3 separate regions of the Oryctolagus cuniculus genome follow, and regions 1 and 2 are each linked to region 3. Evidence: chromatin contacts called from public Hi-C data. All regions are on one chromosome and are shown on one strand. Each heading gives the region's core, a stretch centred on a gene start, on an enhancer-like site or on the middle of the called end of the contact. The rest is flanking DNA. Distances are from core to core; before and after follow the strand shown.

Region 1 (3,974 bases), core at 452-2,951, 120 kb after region 3:
AGGGACAAAATAGTTCTTCATTGTGTTGGTGTCCTCTTTGGTCTTTTAAAAGTGATGACTGAGAAACAAGTAAATGCCTAATTAAGCAGTTATTGAATTTAATAAAAATATTTTTTGACAGGCAGAGTTAGACAGTGAGAGAGAGACAGAGAGAAAGGTCTTCCTTTTTCCATTGGTTCACCCCCACAAATGGCCGCTATGGCCGGCGTGCTGCGGCTGGTGTACTGCGCCGATCCGAAGCCATTAGCCAGGTGCCTCTTCCTGGTCTCCCATGTGGGTGCAGGGCCCAAGCACTTGGGCCATCCTCCACTGCCTTCCCGGGCCACAGCAGAGAGCTGGACTGGACGAGGAGCAACCGGGACAGAATCCGGCGCCCCAACCGGGACTAGAACATGGGGTGCTGGCGCTGCAGGTGGAGGATTAGCCAAGTGAGCCACGGCGCCAGCAATAAAAATATTTTCTATGAGTTTTAAAATCTTTTGGTGGCCTGAAAAACTGATGCCCAGGCACATATTTAATCTTAATTATGTGAGTGATATCAATCAGCACATCTGATATTTATTAAATATCTAGAGCAGAGTCATAGGAACAAATTTCTGAATTTTTGATGATATTTTAATGCAAAAAGACTGTTTTTAAAGTAAAATAATAACCCTCTTCCCCACAAAATAAATAAAACTAAATCAAGGCACCTACATTCTCACACAAGCATGTATTCTTTTCCTTGTCTTGACCATGAAAGCAAAAATTTCGTAGCTATTGTTTTCTACGAAACTGTAACTGAAATTTGTGGTCCTCTGATTTTATAATCTTCTTTCCTACTCAGATCCTAGTGTCTGAACATTCAGCCCCCTCTGTAGGGTCCTCTGGAATGATTAAAGGGCTCAGACTTTGAAGGCTTAAAAGATTTAATGAGATAACCTAAAATATGGCCTCAGAATGTCAGGGATCCCTGGAAGAAAGAAGCAGGTGCCAGCGTCAAGTGAAGGCAGAGCACAGCTGTCCTGGGTGCAGGGTTAAGGGCTGTGCACACATGGGATCTGGCTGTGCTGGCTGTGCTGGGAGGCCCACGACTGCTCCTGAGCAGAGGAGTGGTGCACTCAGCGCTGTGATTTAGGAAGATCGTTCTGGCAGGGCTGTGTTGGATGGCAGTGGCGTAGGGAGTGGAAGTGAGGGTGGAGTGAGTGGGTGCAGCCATCAGTGCAAGCACAAAGCCACCTAAGAGGCACTTCCATGAATTCCCACCGGGAATTGTCACCTGATGTGTGCTCTTTGGGGGCTCCTCCCACACTTAGATCACAGATGAAGGCACTGCACAAAACACTTGAGTGAATACTTGAATCCTAAGTACAGAGAATTGCTTCTGACTTGACTTCCTCCAGTCTTCCCCCTCAGTTCTTCATTTTGCATATTTTGCATTATGGTGCCCTTGGGGCTTCAGCTAAAGATTATTTTCCTTAAGTCTATTTTGATGCTTTCTTAACAGGTCAATGCCTCTGATAATTGTCCCTGGATTCCATGTATCCAAAGGCACTGGGCCCAGACCTGTCCTTTGGAAATTTGCCACGTGGACCCAGAGTAACTTCTGATCTTTGTGCAGTGGGAGGTCAGACAACAATTCAGGGTCTGAGTTGGAGTGGAAGTGGAAAAGATTGACAGGCTGCACACAATGTGAGGGAAAGTGCACAGGAAGCCTGTGTAGGACTGCCTGACTGAGGATGGGAGAGGGCGTGTGTGTGTGTGTGTGTGTGTGTGTGTGCAGTGTGCGGGTGGGAAGCAGGAAAAAGCTGTCAGTGATGACTTCAGGCTTTGAGCCTGGGAGTTTGAATATTACTTTTAATAGAAGAAGGGAGATAAAGAGAGAAGCTGGTATGAAAAGCCGTGTGATGAATTTGCACACCAGTTGAAAAGCATGAATTTGATCGTCCACCTACAAAAGTATAAATTTTATATGACTTAACTTTTCTTTTTCCAGGCAGGAATTTCAGGGGGCTTCTTCCTCTTCTTGCTGACCTTTTGGCTCCTTAAATGTTTACAAGAACTTAACATGGTTTTAGATCTTCTCAACCTTAACCCGCTGAAATCCCCCACAAATTCACTTCCTCAGGGACATGTGTACATGTCAGAGATGTCACAGCAGCCAGAAGTGTGCTTTTCAGCCTCCTAAAATACAAACGTAGAGGAAAAATAGCTATCTTTTCATTTTGAAGAGCATGGTCGTTGCCATCTCACGACTTGCTGAAATAGCACAGCAAAGGAATGTCTCTTGGCAGACCTGCACCATCTACGCAAACACACGCGCATCTCCTTCTCCATGGTGTATGTGACTGAGGCAGTGTAGTTCATGCAAGCGGAGGGGTGGCTTAACTGAGCACTCACATCTGAAAGAAACCTACCAGCCTGTTGAACCTAAAGTTACCCTCTCAATTGGTGGTATTTCTAACAACAGAAAACATTAGTTTCTTAATTTGATGAGAGCAATGAGTTGTCCAGTTCCAGTATTATCCACCCCATTGCCGTCCACAAAGAGTTTCTAAATTTCAGAAGAGATACTCTTGATTAAATTGTTTAAGAGCTTATAATGATCCTGTAATTACCATTTGTCATTACCTTCTGTACTAATGATTAAAGCAAACATTTAATAAGTAGGGGGCAGTAAGTATATTTTAGATCTTGAGCCATAAAAAGATTTCCATTAACAGAATGCTTTGTGCACAAATAAATTATTCATTGACTGTAGCAGAGCTTGATTCTGTCATCAGTCTTAATGGAAATTTTGAGAACACCAGTCCTCACAGACACCAACACTCAGTTAGCTTGAGTTCCCATTCTTCTTACATGGTACCTGAGCATATTTGGCTATTTGTAAAAGCTTTAGTTCAGTTAAATTCCATGAATATTTACGGAATCTCTTCCATGTGAATTGAGTATTCTGGTGCTGAGGAAGAACACAAAGATGAGCAGGTCTGCATTTCAGCCTTCAAGTTGGTTATACACCCTAAAACTCAGATAAGACTGCTGTATACCTGGCTTGGATATAAGGAAGCTTACAGTAGTAGTAGAAGCTTATAATAGTACCCTCAGAGATGAATAAATGAAATGCTATGTAAATTCAGAGGGGGAAAGAAGTCATTTTCTCATAGGTATGTTGGGGTTGGGGGCTTGAGATCAGAAATATTCCTGAAGAAGGATTTAAAGATGGGCAAGATATTGACAAGGGGAGAGAATTACATTCACACAAGCAGAGAGATGGAATAGATAATATTGATATGAACATGGAATGAAAAGTAACTTGGTATGTCTGGAAGATAGATTGGTTAAGTGGAAAGGAAACGAAAAAGAAAAAAGAGGCAGGGAGGGCATGGAGAGATCTAGAGAGCATAGTATGCCTTGAATATAGCTAGCACGTCAGTATAGTAGGCATTAGAGAACCTGTACCAACTCTTGAGCTAAGGAATAACATGGTGGTTGCCTTATGTTTTTGAAAGAGCTATCTGTCCACTGAAGATAGCATCACAGAAAGTTGGAGAACCTGGATGTAGCAAGCTAGAAAGCTATTGGAATCATCTCCAAGAGGTAATCTTAGTTAAGTTCTGAACTAGGATTGGGGCGCCGGATTCTGTCCCGGTTGCCCCCCTTCCAGGCCAGCTCTCTGCTATGGCCCGGGAGTGCAGTAGAGGATGGCCCAAGTGCTTGGGCCCTGCACCCCATGGGAGACTAGGATAAGCACCTGGCTCCTGCCTTTGGATCAGCGCGGTGCGCCGGCTGCAGTGGCCATTGGAGGGTGAACCAAGGGCAAAAGGAAGACCTTTCTCTTGGTCTCTCTCACTGTTCACTCTGCCTGTCAAAAAAAAAAAAAAAGTTCTGAACTGTAATAAGAACACAAAGGAGGGGACACAAGGGAGACAAAGTAGATGCAGTGTCTGTAAGTTTTGATATATAATTGGCTCTGAAGGGTGGGAAACAGGAAGAAA
Region 2 (4,009 bases), core at 1,307-3,806, 67 kb after region 3:
AATTTTTTTCCCTTTCCCCACGTCTTTCCTACACATGTGTGAATAAGGTTCCTATAATGAAATTCAGTCCTCAGCATTTTAGCAACTACATTTGCTTTTGGATAAGTATTTATCTCCCAAACTTCCTCCAGGCTGTCTTCTCAACTCATCTTCCTTGTCTTCCTCTTCCTCTCTCTTTCCCCAATGCTATTTTGTTTGCAAAAGTAGTTCCTGACCTCTTGCTGAGCTCAGGGAGCCACAAATTCCAGCCATAGGGTGAGGGACACATGGAATCAATCAATGGGCTGTATTTTGCTTGTGTTTATAGGCTATGTTTTCAGTTTTTTAAAATGATGATTAAACAAAATTAAGACGCTCCTTTTAGTGTAATGCCATTACTTCACTTCATTTAGGTAAAAGATTTTCTTATCTTTTCTAGTTCTTTATGAAAAAATTTTTTTCACCAGTTTTATTCTGTTTTCCCCTGGTACAATGTCTTTATCCTCTTCATTTAACAGGTTACCAAGGTTACTTGCCACTGGAACTTCTTTCCCCCTAAGGAACCAAATTATGAGATATATCCTAAAGTCTGGTTCCCTCAAGCAGATGTTGTATAGGATTAAAAAGAATACCCTAGTAGAAAGATAATTTATTCCTATCTGTTTTGTCACATATAGTTCCATTAAGTGGGCATGAACAATTATAATTTTTATTAACCTCATTTTAAGTTAGCTTGCTTAATGGTAAAAGTCTGTTCCCTAAGTCATGTTGTTTCAGTTTTAGCCATTTAAAATTCAAATGATCAAAGGAGTGAGAAGAATGAAGCTTACCTACAAAAGAGCTTTCCTTTCAAAAACTTGCTTCTGGAATGGGCAGGATGACTCATGACAAGCAATTTATGATTTGAAATTTGTGAAAGATTAAAAATCAGAACTCCATGAATTTTGAGTCATTAGGAGTTGAATGAATTAAACCTTCATCATGTGTCTAATTAAAAGAAAATCATTAAAATATTGGTGAGATCCATTGTTTATGTTTCCTTCATTGTACTGTCCCCCAGGGGTCATTGGTGACTAGCTCTGCTGTGATCCTAAGGGCAACGTTATGTGCCAAAGACCCACTCAGGAGTTAGTTCATATGCTACCATTCTTCTTGGCCCTACATTATAAGAGATGTTATTAGAAGCTATAAAATTCTTCTTCCTTTCTTTATGCTGTTATGGGGAGGAGTGTGAGGGCAGAGCCAAACACGTAGGAGGGTTCTGTATTCTTCATTAAAAATATATTTCACAGAAGATTATAGTTTGTGTGGGAGGGAAATAGCTGCTTGTCTATTGATTGCATTGTGTGTATTCCGTATAAGAACTATTTGAGTTTGGGCAGGACAGCCTAGTTTTGATCATATGATGGCTGCTTCTGTTTGGAGAAGAGAATTTAATTTCAAGGCTGCATGCTGATGGACAACAGTAATTGTTCCTTTTTTGGCAAAGCTTAGCGTGGAATCTGCTTTGGTATTTTTATAACTACCTATGCAGATCTTTTCTCTGAAACATTTTCTTTCACCACATGCAGAGCTTTTAGTGATCTTAAAACTGTGAAATTCCAAAGGTGGGAAATCTAATGATGTCAGTGTATGGTGCTATGTGAACCTAAGTTAGCAAAATCCTTGCTTGAGGTGAGACCTTTCTGAGTGTGAGAGAGAGCAGATTCCACACTGTGTGCAGATTCCACTGTGTACTTGGTTTCTATGGAGGCACTTTTATTACTTATGTATAATCAGACTGTCTGAGTGTAGTATGAGTGATTGGCTTATCAGCTTTGGTAGGTGCAGCCAGTGGAGTTTCCTGGTTAATATGTGATCCTTTCATTATAGTTCCTGTTATGTTGCAGGTCTTCTGAAGAAAGATGCAAATGCTAGAGACCAGCCTAAAACGTTGTGATAATGTGACACTAAATTTTACCATTTCCTATTAACATTACTCCAGTATTACATAAGCAGAAAAGAGAAGCCCTTAAAATTACCTACAGTTAAAATGAACCTGACAGTGTCAGACCAATTGATGACCCATTTATAAAGCTCAATCTAGGAAGGTATCAAGTATTTTGTTTGGTAAATGTTTCTTCTCCTTACCTGTGTAGATAGTGAATTAATATTGGATGACTTCTTAGTTTTATGAATTCTTCTTGGTGATTAATCACATTGAAGTTCTTCCATGTTTACTGTAGATATTTTAAGATGAGGACTGAGTCCTACTAAATGAATGGGCTCTGTGCTCAAAATCACCCACTGTATTTACAGCAGCTAGTGGCAAGCTCTACTGCTGAGTGCTTATCTGCTGGGACTTAGGCTCTGACCTTACCACAGGTATGACACCAAGTGAGAGCCTGGTGTCTCTGGGCAGAGTCCTTTTGTATCTCTGATAAGGGTATCAAACTCTTGTAATTAGTTAGGGCAGCTTTTGCAGCTTTGACTGTGTTGTCTTAATCTCCCCTGTGACAGAGGTTGGCCCTGGCCCCCAGCGACTGATACTTAGATCCACCATAAGGAGCTCAGGTTTCTACAACAAGATGTCATCATCTGAGTCAGCAGGGTTAGCAGCTCATGCTCAGTAGTGGCCTTAGGAAGGCCTGTCACAGAGCAGGAGTTTGGGCGCTCTGCAAGAGACACATATCATGGGGGAGATATGGTGCTTAGAGAGACAGATATACTTTAGTGGAAATGTTTCGTTCTACTGCTTTCCCTTGGGAGAAGACATAGTACCTATAAGAGACGGAGCTCTGTAGGTCTGACTGTCCTGAGAGCTGAACTCAGGACTTCAGAGGCCATGTTTTTGAACACAGATATTGGAACTCAAGTTCACTAATTTTCACCAAAGGTGTTTGTCTAACTTCACTCAGGTTCAGTGATACTATCTGATGGCCTCATAGCTAGAGGAAGCCCTGAGTATCCTCTATCTTGTGTAGGGGGATTCTTGTTATGTCTCAAATGGGTTATATTCTTCATGCAGAATTTTATTTAAAAATGCAGGCATTTGGTATAATGGTTAAGTCACTGCTTGAGATGCCTGCACCCAACGTCATTCTTGGAGTCTGGGTTCTGCTCCTGATTCCAGCTTCTTGCTAACACAGGAAGGCAGCAGTGATGGCTCAAGTATTTGAGCCCCTGCCATCCATGTGGGAGATCTAATTTGAGTTCCGGGCTCCTGGTTTCATTTGGGGAGTCACCCAGGTGTATGTCTCTCTCTCTCTCTGCCTTTCAAATAAAATGAAAATAAGTAAAGAAAAAATTTTAAATATGCTTCCTTTCAGTTGTTTTACTGGACACTTGAAATTCTTGACTTGGAGACTTATGGATATTTAAATAACTAATTGCCCACAACTGCTTTATTTTCTATAAAATCGCAGTCTGACCCCTGTGGTGAACTAAGTAAGGCCATCTCCAAAGTTGCTTCCTTCTCTGTTATTTAGGTTGCACTTATTTGAGTAGAGAGGTATTCATAAAGCCACATGGCATGGTCCACTGAAGAATTTATCTTCCTTCTGAGGGAAAAAGTTAAAGAGAGCTAAGAATGTACTCGTATAGTACCAATGAACAAGAATCTATGCACTGTCACTATAAAGCATAAGCTAAAAAAAAAAAAAAAAAAACTTCTGTTCTCAATTAGCTTGAGTCAAGAATGGGGAGAGAATGGTGTATGGCTCATGTTGGATCCAATCACAGTACTAGAGATGGCAAAGATGACTTCACTTGAAACCCAGTGGTTCCAGGAATGAGGGTCCCAAACATGGAGAAAGGAAAGACTGAAACTGCTGGGGAGGAGATAGATTTTATATGAGGGTACTTAAAAAGTCTGTGGAAGGGGCCGGCACTGTGGCATAGTAGGTAAAGCTGCTGCCTGCAGTGCTGGCATCCCATATGGCAGCTAGTTCGAGTCCTAGCTGCTCCACTTCTGATCCAGTTCTCTACTATGGCCTGGGAATGCAGCAAAAGATGGCCCAAGTCCTTGGGCCCCTGCACCCATATGGGAGAC
Region 3 (3,977 bases), core at 921-3,420:
AACTAACGATCATCCTAGTGAAGCAAAATGCTGCCTGTTAACTTTCCTTGCTCAGTTTCTGGGAACTTGGGCAGCTGCTGTTGTGCGTGCTTAAGAGAAATTGGATTCTTACAGCAATTGCTTAATCTTGGCTATTAAGCAATTAAATAAAATGGGCTCTGGGACTATATAGCAGGTGGGTTTCAAAATGAAAAAAACGTTTTTGGAAATCAGATTTTGCGTTTTAAATGGATGTTTAAAAATGCAATGATACACACTTAGAGGAAAATGATGATCCCGCGAGTTGTTCTTAAGGTCTTCCACTTAACAAAGGTTGACTATTAAACGACCTATACAATGAAAGCAGAAGCTGCTTAAGCGGAAGTAGGCCCCGAATGTGAGTGAGATGAACCTAAAGGACGGACACGGTGGAACGTATTCCCAATGTTCAGATTTTCTCCTCCGAAAAAAATCGAGTAAGAAAAAGGTATCACCGCTTGTTTGTATAGGGTCGCCGGTGCCAACGACATCGCCACTGCTCGGAGGCCTCAAATCCCCCGGAGTATAGATCGAAATGAAAAACAAAAGCAAACCAAAACGAAACCAGCAGCGCTACTGTGGCCGTCCCTGAAGGGGCTGCCCGCCTCTTTAATGTATCCCTTTTTAATGAAAAGGGAAGGGAATATTTTAAGTCCTGACATTTGGTCCCTTTCTGCGAAATCTGAAATTCGAGACGCAAAACACAGCGCAGCCGTTGGTGAAATACCTGCTTTAAAAGCAGAACCACAGTGCATGTCTTTGGCCCGGAATTCCAGAGACTAATTTCCACCCCTCCCACGGAGTCACCTGCTCAGGGGGAACCCCGGCCAGAAAGCCGGGTCGCGCCAGGTCAAATCTTGCGCGTCTCTTGTTTACTCCGCCCCAGGCAGGGCGGTGGCGCGGCCGGGGGAGGAGGGGAAGAGGCGAGCGGGGAGGCGCCCGGGGCGCTCGGCTGGGTTCGGCCGGGCGCGGCGACTCGGAAGCCCAGGCGTGGTGGAGCGCGGTCCGCGCCCGGCGGGGAGCCCACCCGGAGGAGGCGCTCCGGGCGCTGGCCTCCCGGGAACCTCGCCGGAGAGTGCACACGAGTCCACACGCGCCGGGTAACGGCTCGAGGGATCCCAGGTGTCGCCGGGCCGGGGAGGAAGCCCAGAGAGCCTCGGCCCCCGCTCGCCTGGGATTCCCTCGCCCGCCCTCCCTGGGCTGGGTGCGCTCCTACTCCCGGTCCCTTCCGAGATGAGGGGAGCGCGCGGGTGGAGGTGGCTGCCCGCCCCGAGGTCCCGGCGCGACCCACCGGGAGCCCAGCAGCTGCCTGGCTCTGCCGTTGCCCAAGCCCATTTGGAAACCCCGACGGGGGTGGACTGTGGTCCCTGGGTGCGCCCGAGGCGTCCCGGGAAGCGACCCCGGGAAAGCATCCCGGGGGCGTTGCGCGCGCGCGAGAAAAGTTGGCGCTTCCGCAGGGGCACGGAAAGTGCTGGTAAAACACTCTGCTAAGCTCCAGAAATGCACCTAGGAGCTGCAGGCTGGTCTTATTTTTCTGGACCGATACCAGAATTGTGAATAGAGGCGGGGGCTCGGGAGAGGCAAGGGATCCGAGGTCCTCGAACAAAAATCTGAGGTCGGGACTGGTTATTATGTAATTCTGTTCGGCAGGCAGGCAGGGAAAGATTCTCTGGGAAATGTGGAAGATGGGGAGGAGTGGGGGCGAGGGAGGTTTCCACATCCTTAAAGGAAATTCTCAGGCTTACAGAGACGCCCGTGTGTGTGTGTGTGTGTGTTTCATGACAAGCAGAGACCAGCTCTTCAGGGAGTTCCCCGCTGCCCGCCAGCGGGAGGACAGCCGCAATCTCCCACCCAGCGCGGCCGCCGAGGGGCCGGCCCTGCCCTCGCGCCCGGGTCGCCCCGCGCGCCGCCCCGCGCTCCCCGCTCTCCGGCTCCAGACTGGTTTTTCTGGTTCGGCCTCCCTCCCTGGGACGCGCTGGGGGATCCGATGACGTCGCTGGCTGAGTCTCTCCCTCTTCCTCCCTCCCTCCGCCCGCCCTCGCCGCGCACTCCTCCTAGTAACTTCTGTTCGGGGAGGCGCTGCCAGGAATAACCCGGTGCGTCCACAGCCCGGGAGGGGAGGCGGCCGCTGCGGCTCCCGCACGCAGACAGCTGCGGCCCGGGCCTCGCGGCTCCCGCCCGAGCCCGGCGGCCCCGGCCCCGCGCCCCTCTGCGTACAGTGTCAGAAAAATAAATAAAGGCGAGAGGAGCCGCGGCCGGCGGTCGGGATCTCTCCCCTCCCTCCGCGCCCGCCCTCCCTCTGTCCTTAAGGAAATGCTACCAGACACCCCCCACCAGACACGCTCAGCCTCGGCGAGGAGCGGCCGCCGCGGCAGCGACAACAAGGGCACCGGGGGGCTTTCCTCCTCCACCTCCTCTCCCTCCTCCTCTTCCTCCTTCTCCTCCTCAGCGGTGACTTTCCAGGTGAGCGGCCGCCGCGGCTGCGAGGATCCCCCTCGCCCGCTCGGGCTCGGGCCGCCGCGTCGCGCCCTCCTCCCGCCCCTGTCACCCGGCGGCGGCGGCGGCAGCGGCAGCGGCGGCGGCGGCCGGGAGCTGACAGCCGCCTGAGGGGCTCGCGGCCCGGAGGCGGGCGGGCGGGCGGGCGGGCGGGCGGCCGGCGGGGGCGGGCTGGAGGTGAGGGGGTGGAGAGGCGGCGAGCTGGGCGCAGGAGGGTCGCCGCACAAACCCCACGGTGACTGTGGCACAAGTATTTGCCAAGTTGTGTGTTGGCCGTTGGCGCTCCCGGAGCCCGGAGCAACTTGGAGGGTCTCCCAGCTGGTGAACGGCGTCGCTCCACGTCCGCGCTCGGGGGTGCTGGGTGCCGCGCCGGGGTGCGCGGAGGGCGGACCGACCACTGGGAGAGCGGAGCGGCGGGAATCTAGGTCCCTCCTCGGCTCGGTAAGTGGCCTCGGTGCTGCGTTTTTCCTGCCTCGTCCAGCGTTAGGAGCTTGTTTCACTTTATTAGCGAAATCGCCGCCGCTGAACTCCATCCGCCTCGCCGGCGCGCGCGCCCCTGGCCCCTTGCCGGTTCCGCCAGGGTGAGGGTCGGAGGGGGCGGGGATGGGAGAGACCTCGGCGGGGGTGGGGGGGTCCGGTGCGTTGGGAAATGCGGGGAATACCCTGGCCGGGGATCTATGCAGATGAGGGGAGGCTGCTTTGCGTAATGTCCTGGGGGGAGGGGGCCGCGCGGGAGCGCTGGAGGCAGGAATGTGCCTGGTTCCTAATGAGGGACGTGCACCGGCGCGCACCACCGCTGCGGCTGCCGCGGCCGCTGGCCGCCCGTGGTCAGGTAGCGGGGGAGGGGGCCGCGGCGCGGGCCGGGGGGCGGCGCGGGCGGCGCGAGGGCCCGGCCGCCGGCCTGCGGCCGAACGAGCGCAGCCCGGGCGCCGGCTGTGGGCATTTCAGTGCCTCCTTTCTCCTCCCCATCAAGGAAGGAAGGAAGACGGCAGGAGAGAAGGAAGGAAGCGAGGAAGGAGGGGACTGTCTCGATGGAAGGCTCAGGCGGCGGCGTCCTCGCTTTGCGGGTGCAGCGGCCGCACAGCGCCCCCGGCCGCGGCCCGACTGGCCCCGGGGCGCGTGGAGACGGGTGGGGGGCTGTTTGCATGCGTGTTGGTCTGTGCGTCTGGCCGGGGACCGGGAAGGGACATGTGTGTTTGGGCTGTGCACTGTGGGGAGCTGGGTCTGCGCCTTTATGTCTGTTCCCTGAAGTGGGTGGAACGTTGGCCCGTTCCGGGAATGTTCCATGACGTGGTGCAGCCACAGGAAGGGGGTTAACGAGGGGGCTCTGCCGCGGCGGCCCTGCCGGCTGCTATCGGAGCAGATGTGCGACTGCTGCCTCTCCTCTCGCTCACCTCCCTTCACCCCCACCCCCGCCCTTCCATTCTGTGCGCCGGGTGCTGGCCGGGATGAGACAGGAAAAC

Evidence for each region. A called contact is a pair of places that touch in the nucleus more often than the background predicts.
Region 1: a contact with region 3 is called in a Hi-C map of embryonic fibroblasts, with 2.9 times the contacts expected there. The contact joins the enhancer-like site here to the promoter of HIVEP2 in region 3. A contact is called at or near these places in 3 of 6 Hi-C or Micro-C datasets (embryonic fibroblasts, liver and skin fibroblasts).
Region 2: a contact with region 3 is called in a Hi-C map of psoas muscle, with 3 times the contacts expected there. The contact joins the enhancer-like site here to the promoter of HIVEP2 in region 3. A contact is called at or near these places in 3 of 6 Hi-C or Micro-C datasets (ear pinna, psoas muscle and skin fibroblasts).

Annotation. Positions count from the first base shown.
Region 1 is chr5:25,820,825-25,824,798 of mOryCun1.1, forward strand. All of the region lies in intron 2 of HIVEP2 (HIVEP zinc finger 2), which reads left to right. Among named protein-coding and RNA genes, the nearest start is that of HIVEP2, 130 kb to the left of the region's middle. Within about 2 kb of position 1,702, at least 1 of the 8 cell types and tissues checked has an H3K27ac peak or open chromatin away from gene starts, as enhancers often do.
Region 2 is chr5:25,762,090-25,766,098 of mOryCun1.1, forward strand. All of the region lies in intron 1 of HIVEP2 (HIVEP zinc finger 2), which reads left to right. Among named protein-coding and RNA genes, the nearest start is that of HIVEP2, 66 kb to the left of the region's middle. Within about 2 kb of position 2,557, at least 1 of the 8 cell types and tissues checked has an H3K27ac peak or open chromatin away from gene starts, as enhancers often do.
Region 3 is chr5:25,695,455-25,699,431 of mOryCun1.1, forward strand. It overlaps HIVEP2 (HIVEP zinc finger 2), which reads left to right and starts at 2,171. Exons shown (of 10, transcript XM_051855304.2): 1 at 2,171-2,481.